Regions from separate parts of the Mus musculus genome. Here region 1 is linked to region 2. Evidence: chromatin contacts called from public Hi-C data. All regions are on one chromosome and are shown on one strand. The core of a region is the stretch at or near the end of the contact, and the rest is flanking DNA. Distances in the headings are between cores, read along the strand shown.

Region 1 (3,250 bases), core at 226-2,725, 240 kb after region 2:
ATGACTTTCTTTGCTCTATTACTATAGAACCCTCGTAAAACTCCTGCCACACCGGAACATGGAATTGGGGGTAACCTGAAGATGTGTCCCCAGACCAGAAGTACACACACATATGGTTCCAGAATAAAATATTTCTCATTTCCTTTCAGGATTCTATTCTCAGATTTTCCCCAAACTAAGACATTTTCCTCAGCAAGAAGACAGTAAGTAAATATATTATAAGGAGTACTACTAATAAGCAAGTGTCAATACCACTGACGGTGGCACGGATTCCATAGATAGAATGTTCTATTTAAACTACAATCCATTATCTTTATAAGATAACGCATATGAAAATTTAAAAAACGGGTTTTTGTTTGTTTGTTTGTTTTTTTTTGTAGCCAGACCTGATAGGTAGTACACAGCTATAATCCCCAGCACCCAGGAGGTAGAGGCAGGAGGATTGGATCCAAGATCATCTCCATCCACATGGCAGTCTGAGGCACAGGAAACCTTGTCTCAAAAAACCAAATGTGCCCTTCCTTCCTCTCTCTAGGTTAGCTTCAGCTGGGCTCACGAGTGAGACATTGAAGTAATCCCACCTCCTTGAATGGTTTTCAGTTACAGGAAGGAGAAGAGGGAGACTGGGGACTGTATATAAGAAACAGGCCGAGGAAGGAAGAGGGCGCCAAGGAGGCAGAGGGAAAAGAAAAAGGGCGGGTGAATGAGGGGGAGATGGACTCAGAGAATAGGGCCACAAATGAAGTCTGCACTCTGTTCACAGTGACTACCTCAGACACCTGAATGTCTCCTAGCAGAGGGCCAGGACACAAAGGGCAGATGATGTCTGCCATTTTTTCCTTTTTCTTAAAGCGCAGCAGTAGCATCTAGCAGAATATGTTCACCCACCTATCTTCCCCCTCTGAATCCAGTAGCTCTCCTCCTATCCATCACTGGCAACTCCGCTCCCCAGGGCAGGCAATCCTCACCCTTCCGTCCTCTATTCAGCAGCAGCAACAACAAAGGCATTTATGGGGGCCTGTCAACATGCATCCCTCTGTGAGACACTGTGCAAACCCAAGCCGTGAGACTGGATTTCATCTTTTAAGGAACTTCTCAACAAGATGATTGTCTGGCTTTAAAACGTTGACCACCAGAAAGGTTCATGCCCTATAAAACAGCAGGTCTGTGGCTCTGGGGACAAAGAGCGACATGTAGTATAAGCCACCATAAATCAAAGGGGGTTTCTTTCACACTCTGACACTGTCTGTGGTGAAAGCAGGAAGTGGATTTCTAAGCCAGTGAATCCAGGCCTTTTGAGGAATGCCTTCCATGTTCCCAGTTCATTTAGTGCTATTTTTATTTATTTGGTGGTAGCCCCCCCCCCAACCTTGAAATAGCACGTCCTCTTATTGAAGACAGTTAAACATAGATCAATAAATATCTGAACCATGTGCTACTGACATGTGTATGTGTGCGCATGTGTCTGTGTGTGTGTGTGTGTGCATGTGTGTGCCCAATTACGTCCTGGAATGACTGGGCCACAATGTTCAAGTGCAAAGATTATTAACCACAAATTAGGAACTAAACTGGGGTTTGGTGCAGCCTTCCTACTGATAAGTGAGTATATAAGAAGTTAATTTTACAAGATATGCCCATCTCTGTATTTTAAAATGCAAGAAGCTCATGATTATTGTAGTGTTAAAAATGAAAAATATCTGAGAGTTTCTTACAGGGAAGTTCAAATGGCAGAAGAATGTTTGAAATTTTCTGTCTTCCTGAAGATCAGAAAAGCCTTGCAGGCTAATCCGTTCTCCCTCAACAAAGGGCATCTGCAAGGCGTCATCCCCTGAAAAGAATCATTCTGACAGACCTAATGTATTCTTTTCAGAAAAGCCTGTTCAGAGGACTCCACAGAAACCGCATCACTGGCCCCGGGATGGCGCCCATCTAAACCGTTCCAGCCCTTTATAAATAGGTGAGGCCAACGCATCTTCAATATATTCCAGATATCATATTGAGCAAGGAAACAGGAATGATATCCCTGAATAGTATATACTTTTCACACTCCCTTGGTGGACAGATACTAAACTGATATTTGAAAGAGTTGCCACACTTTCAAAGACCATCTCCCAGGAAAGCCACTCAGAATCCTGTTTGATCAAAAATGTCCTTAAGTTGAGAAATTCTAAACAGTATCAATGATATAATTGAAACGCGTTACACCAAGCAGACGTACAGCATGGCACTGTTGTAATAAGGCCTCTTTCCCCCTAGAACTTGGTGCATTTTGTAAACAATCTCCCATGCTGGGAGAATATGGTGAGAAAATTGGAATATAAAGAATGTTAATAACTTGTCTCAGGTCACTGGTCAGCTTCAGTGATAGATCGAGATGTAAATGACTAATTCTAGCCCACTGATCTAACACATTAAGCATATAACTTTCAATTAATAATTGGGAGAATTCTTCTATTTGAGGGCATGACTGAGGAGGCTCTTGATTGGCTATTCTGTCACATTCTGGTTTTGCTCTTTTTCTGCTTCCATTGTGACCTACCCTTTATCAGTGAAGGTGAATAACCATTTCCACACAAGGTCACCATGCGCTCCTGCGTCTTCTGGCATAAGATTAACAAAGCAAAGCAAAGCGCATGCCCACAAACAGAGGTCCAGCCTAACCTTTCCCAGCATGGGAAGCAAGAAGGTTCTCTAGAGCCTGTCAGAGAAAATTCTCTTTGCAACAATCTCATTGTCCCCAATCCTCAATACACTGTCTCATGCATTTTTACGGAAGTGTGAACATATATACACAGGTGCCTATGTTTATGTGTGGGTGTGGATGTGCAGACCAGAGGTTGGATCTCTTCCTCCATCTTTTCCTATCTCATTTTTTGAGATAAAGTCTCTCACTAAGCCAGGAGCATATAAATTTGGCTACGCTGATTAACCAGCGAGCCCAGTGGCTCTTCATGTCTCTACCTCCTCAGTGCTGGGATTACAGGCAAGTACTACTATGCCTGACTTTTACATGGGCACTGAGAATTTGAACTCATGCCCTTATACTTGCCAGGCAAACACTTTACTGTCTGAGCAATCTCTCCTGCCTCCTTCATACATTTCCTTAAAAAAGAGAGAAAGAGAAAGACAAAAAAAAAAAAAAAAAAAAAAAAACAGGCTGGGCGCACGCCTTTAATTCCAGCACTCGGGAGGCAGAGGCAGGCGGATTTCTGAGTTCGAGGCCAGCCTGGTCTACAAAGTGAGTTCCAGG
Region 2 (3,111 bases), core at 270-2,769:
TCAGGAGTGACAATTCGTCTTCTGAGAAGAGAAACCTTATTATGCATCATGAACCTACAATGAGATTCCTAAAACGGACCCAGTGGATATACAGAGACAAGAGAAAGTATATATGCACTCTACTTTTGAATATTTCTTCTCTCAGCCCACCATCCACCTACTAAGCTGCACATATCCCCACATAAGCAAAATCAGGAAAATGGCAATTATTTGGATGGTGAGAGTATTCCTTCAGGCAAATGCTGTTTCTGGAATAATCTAGCATAACAGGATTCATCCTGGATACAGAGCAGCACTACACTGACACTAAAGTTTATGATTACTGTCACAGCAATATTTTCCTACACACACTAATAAACCAAATTTAATAAAATAAAAGTAGTGTGCTCAAGGATATAGGGAAGTGATATTTGAAACCCAGGTCCGGCGTACTGCTGAAGCTAGAGGGTACTTTGTCAACAGAGGCTGACCAAAATGGAGGGGCATTAATCAATGAGAGGAAAGGGAAGTAAGTCAGCAGAGATGAACACACGCAGAGACCCCTGCTATGACTCTGCTGAGATACCCCATAAATCACACATGATACCTGAACCCCAGTGTGTGGCGACTGATGTCATGTCCTGTGAATGCCCTTTTTGATTCTCTTTAAAGTTGTCTTTAAAATCTAACCTTAGGAACAAAAAAATCAAGGACTGGGGATATGGTTGAGTAATTGAACATTTGCCTAGTATGTTCAATGCCCTGTGCTACCTAAACAAATAAGAATCAAAAGATTACGAATCAAAGCACAAAGAAGAAATTCTCACAGAGAAAGGCTCATGATCTGATTTTTTTATCATCTCTTTTTCTCTAAATCTATCAAATGAGTAACACAAGCAAAAACTAATAATCACCATCCCAGGAAAACTGGAAGCCTTCTTCAAACACAGTAACTTTCCTGAAAAAGAACATCCTACAGATGGCGTCTGCCTTCTAAAATATTATAGATGACACAAAGAAAAACCAGGCTCTGAGACGGATCATCAGATCGTTTGGTTCTTAATAGACAGCTGTGGCTAATGTGCGCCTCAGCCCACATTGCAATCCTGACGCACACACCCTGGCGCTGAGGTTATCAGGCAACTCAGTGAAATGGGACAGAAAACCCCCCAAGGAGCCAAAGCTCCGGAATCTGCTAGACTCATTTCCACGCTCACCCGGGAACCCAGAAAATCACTTTCAGATGCAACCCAGGACAGAGGCTGCCTGCAAGGAGAAGCTTCGATGTACACAGTCTTCCCCAGCAAACCCCCCCGCCCCTCCCCCCCCCCCCCCCCCCGTTTTGCCCTTCACAGCTACCAGTCTTTTTTTTTTTTTTTTTTCTGGAATTCACAAACTTCTTCACAGCAAAGCTTTCTTGCAAGGCTGCTGACTGCCCATCTCTTTCTATCCATTCAGTGCCTGGAAAACACAAGAAGGGGAGACAAAGGGCAAATGCCAGTCTGTGACCTCTGTCTGGATTTAGCGGAGCGTGATGTGTGAATCAGGTGTGTGGAATGGAGGTTTCCATGGCAACGAGACTGCCAGCCAGGCAAGGCTTCACATACTCTTTCTACCATGGTAATAAAAACAATGAGGCCACCTGAGGGACCTCAGCAAAGAGTGAGGCAGCCAAGTTCAGGGTTATCGAGTGACTGGGCGGACCTGGGTCTGCATGAGGTCTACCCACACCCTTAGCACTGGATTCTTTCCCATCAGTGCCTACTGAAGTCCACTCACCACCTTTTGCTGGAAGATGGCATGATCTCTCAGAGGAGTTTCTTGAAAGTGTTATGTAGAAAGGGCTAGGGGAAAGTGTGTAAGCAAAGATTCAGCTATGCCCGTCCACACATTGAGCTATTTTGACCCACTTTGATACTAGGTGCCTACTTGACAGAAGTATTTCCGCTTTCTGGAAGCTTCTTTGCCTTACCTTTGAGTGTGTGTTTGATTTGTACTCTCAGGCCACTAGGAAAGGATCCTGAGCTACATTTTGTGTTTCAGGAATTTAAAATTTTATACTAAATTTTGGTTGTGTAAACACTAGAATTATTCAAAACTTAAAGAAAAAAAAGCAGCTTGTTTTTAAGGCCCAAGAGTTGGATTAGCAGAAGGGAAAAGGGCATACAATTTTAATGAAATCAAAGCTTGCCTTGATTTGTGGGGATGCCCAGTCTATGTGGGGCCCAGGCTCTGAGATGGTTAACAGGTCAGCAGCAGGCGGGATCTGAAGGAAACTGGAAGACAGCAAATTACACTTCCTCTCCCCCCACTGTTTTTAGCTCTGCTCTTGAAGGGTTTCAATTCCTTCACAGCATCACTCCACAGGCTGAATAAAAGTTCCTCCTGCTACTTGGGTTACAGGTCCTGCTTCAGCAGACTGTGACAGGCCCTGCTGTGATCAGCCTGTCCTTTCCAATGCACCAATGGAATGTGTCTCACCACACCTGACTGGCACCCGGAGGCCACCCTCTGCCTTTCAGACAGCTCCTCGTGGTGCCCTAGGATATGCCCACCCCAGAGTCTGATTTACTGCACCAGCTACTCCTCTGTAGCTTCAGCCACTGCAGTTCACAGTGGCACTGCACATCCAGGCAAATTCAATGAATTTTGGTTGCTACAGAACCCCTTATCAGCATGAGATAAGCACAAATATTCCAGGTGATAGTGAACCATGCACAATATTGCACCCTGTGCAGTCATGCTTTTCCTATATGTGCTTGCCCACTGTGTGCACACACCATGCTCCTCCTAAATGTATATACCCACTGTGTGCACACACCATCCTGCTCCTATATGTATACACCCACTGTGTGCAAACATCATTCTGTTCCTATTTAGACATACCCACTCTATGCACATACCATTCTTTTCCTGTATGTACACTTCTACTCTGTGCACACATCATGCTATTCCTATCTGTACACACCCCTCTGTATACACACTATGATTTTCCTATCTGTACACACCCATTCGGTATATACACTATGCTTTTCCTATAAGTACACACACTCTGTGCACACACCAAGCTGTTCCTATATGTACATTCCTATGACAACATTTAACTTTGAGTTAGCATAGTAAGAGATTAAC

Evidence for each region. A called contact is a pair of places that touch in the nucleus more often than the background predicts.
Region 1: a contact with region 2 is called in a Hi-C map of nephron progenitors, with 2.0 times the contacts expected there. The contact joins two enhancer-like sites. A contact is called at or near these places in 3 of 484 Hi-C or Micro-C datasets (CD8 T cells and nephron progenitors) and 3 of 115 datasets of contacts at active chromatin or transcription factors (embryonic basal ganglia, embryonic hindbrain and forebrain).

The regions. Positions count from the first base shown.
Region 1 is chr13:28,781,191-28,784,440 of GRCm38.p6, forward strand. All of the region lies in intron 2 of 2610307P16Rik (RIKEN cDNA 2610307P16 gene), which reads right to left. Among named protein-coding and RNA genes, the nearest start is that of Mir6368, 72 kb to the left of the region's middle. Within about 2 kb of position 1,476, at least 53 of the 459 cell types and tissues checked have an H3K27ac peak or open chromatin away from gene starts, as enhancers often do.
Region 2 is chr13:28,543,087-28,546,197 of GRCm38.p6, forward strand. All of the region lies in intron 7 of 2610307P16Rik (RIKEN cDNA 2610307P16 gene), which reads right to left. Among named protein-coding and RNA genes, the nearest start is that of Gm40841, 120 kb to the left of the region's middle. Within about 2 kb of position 1,520, at least 77 of the 459 cell types and tissues checked have an H3K27ac peak or open chromatin away from gene starts, as enhancers often do.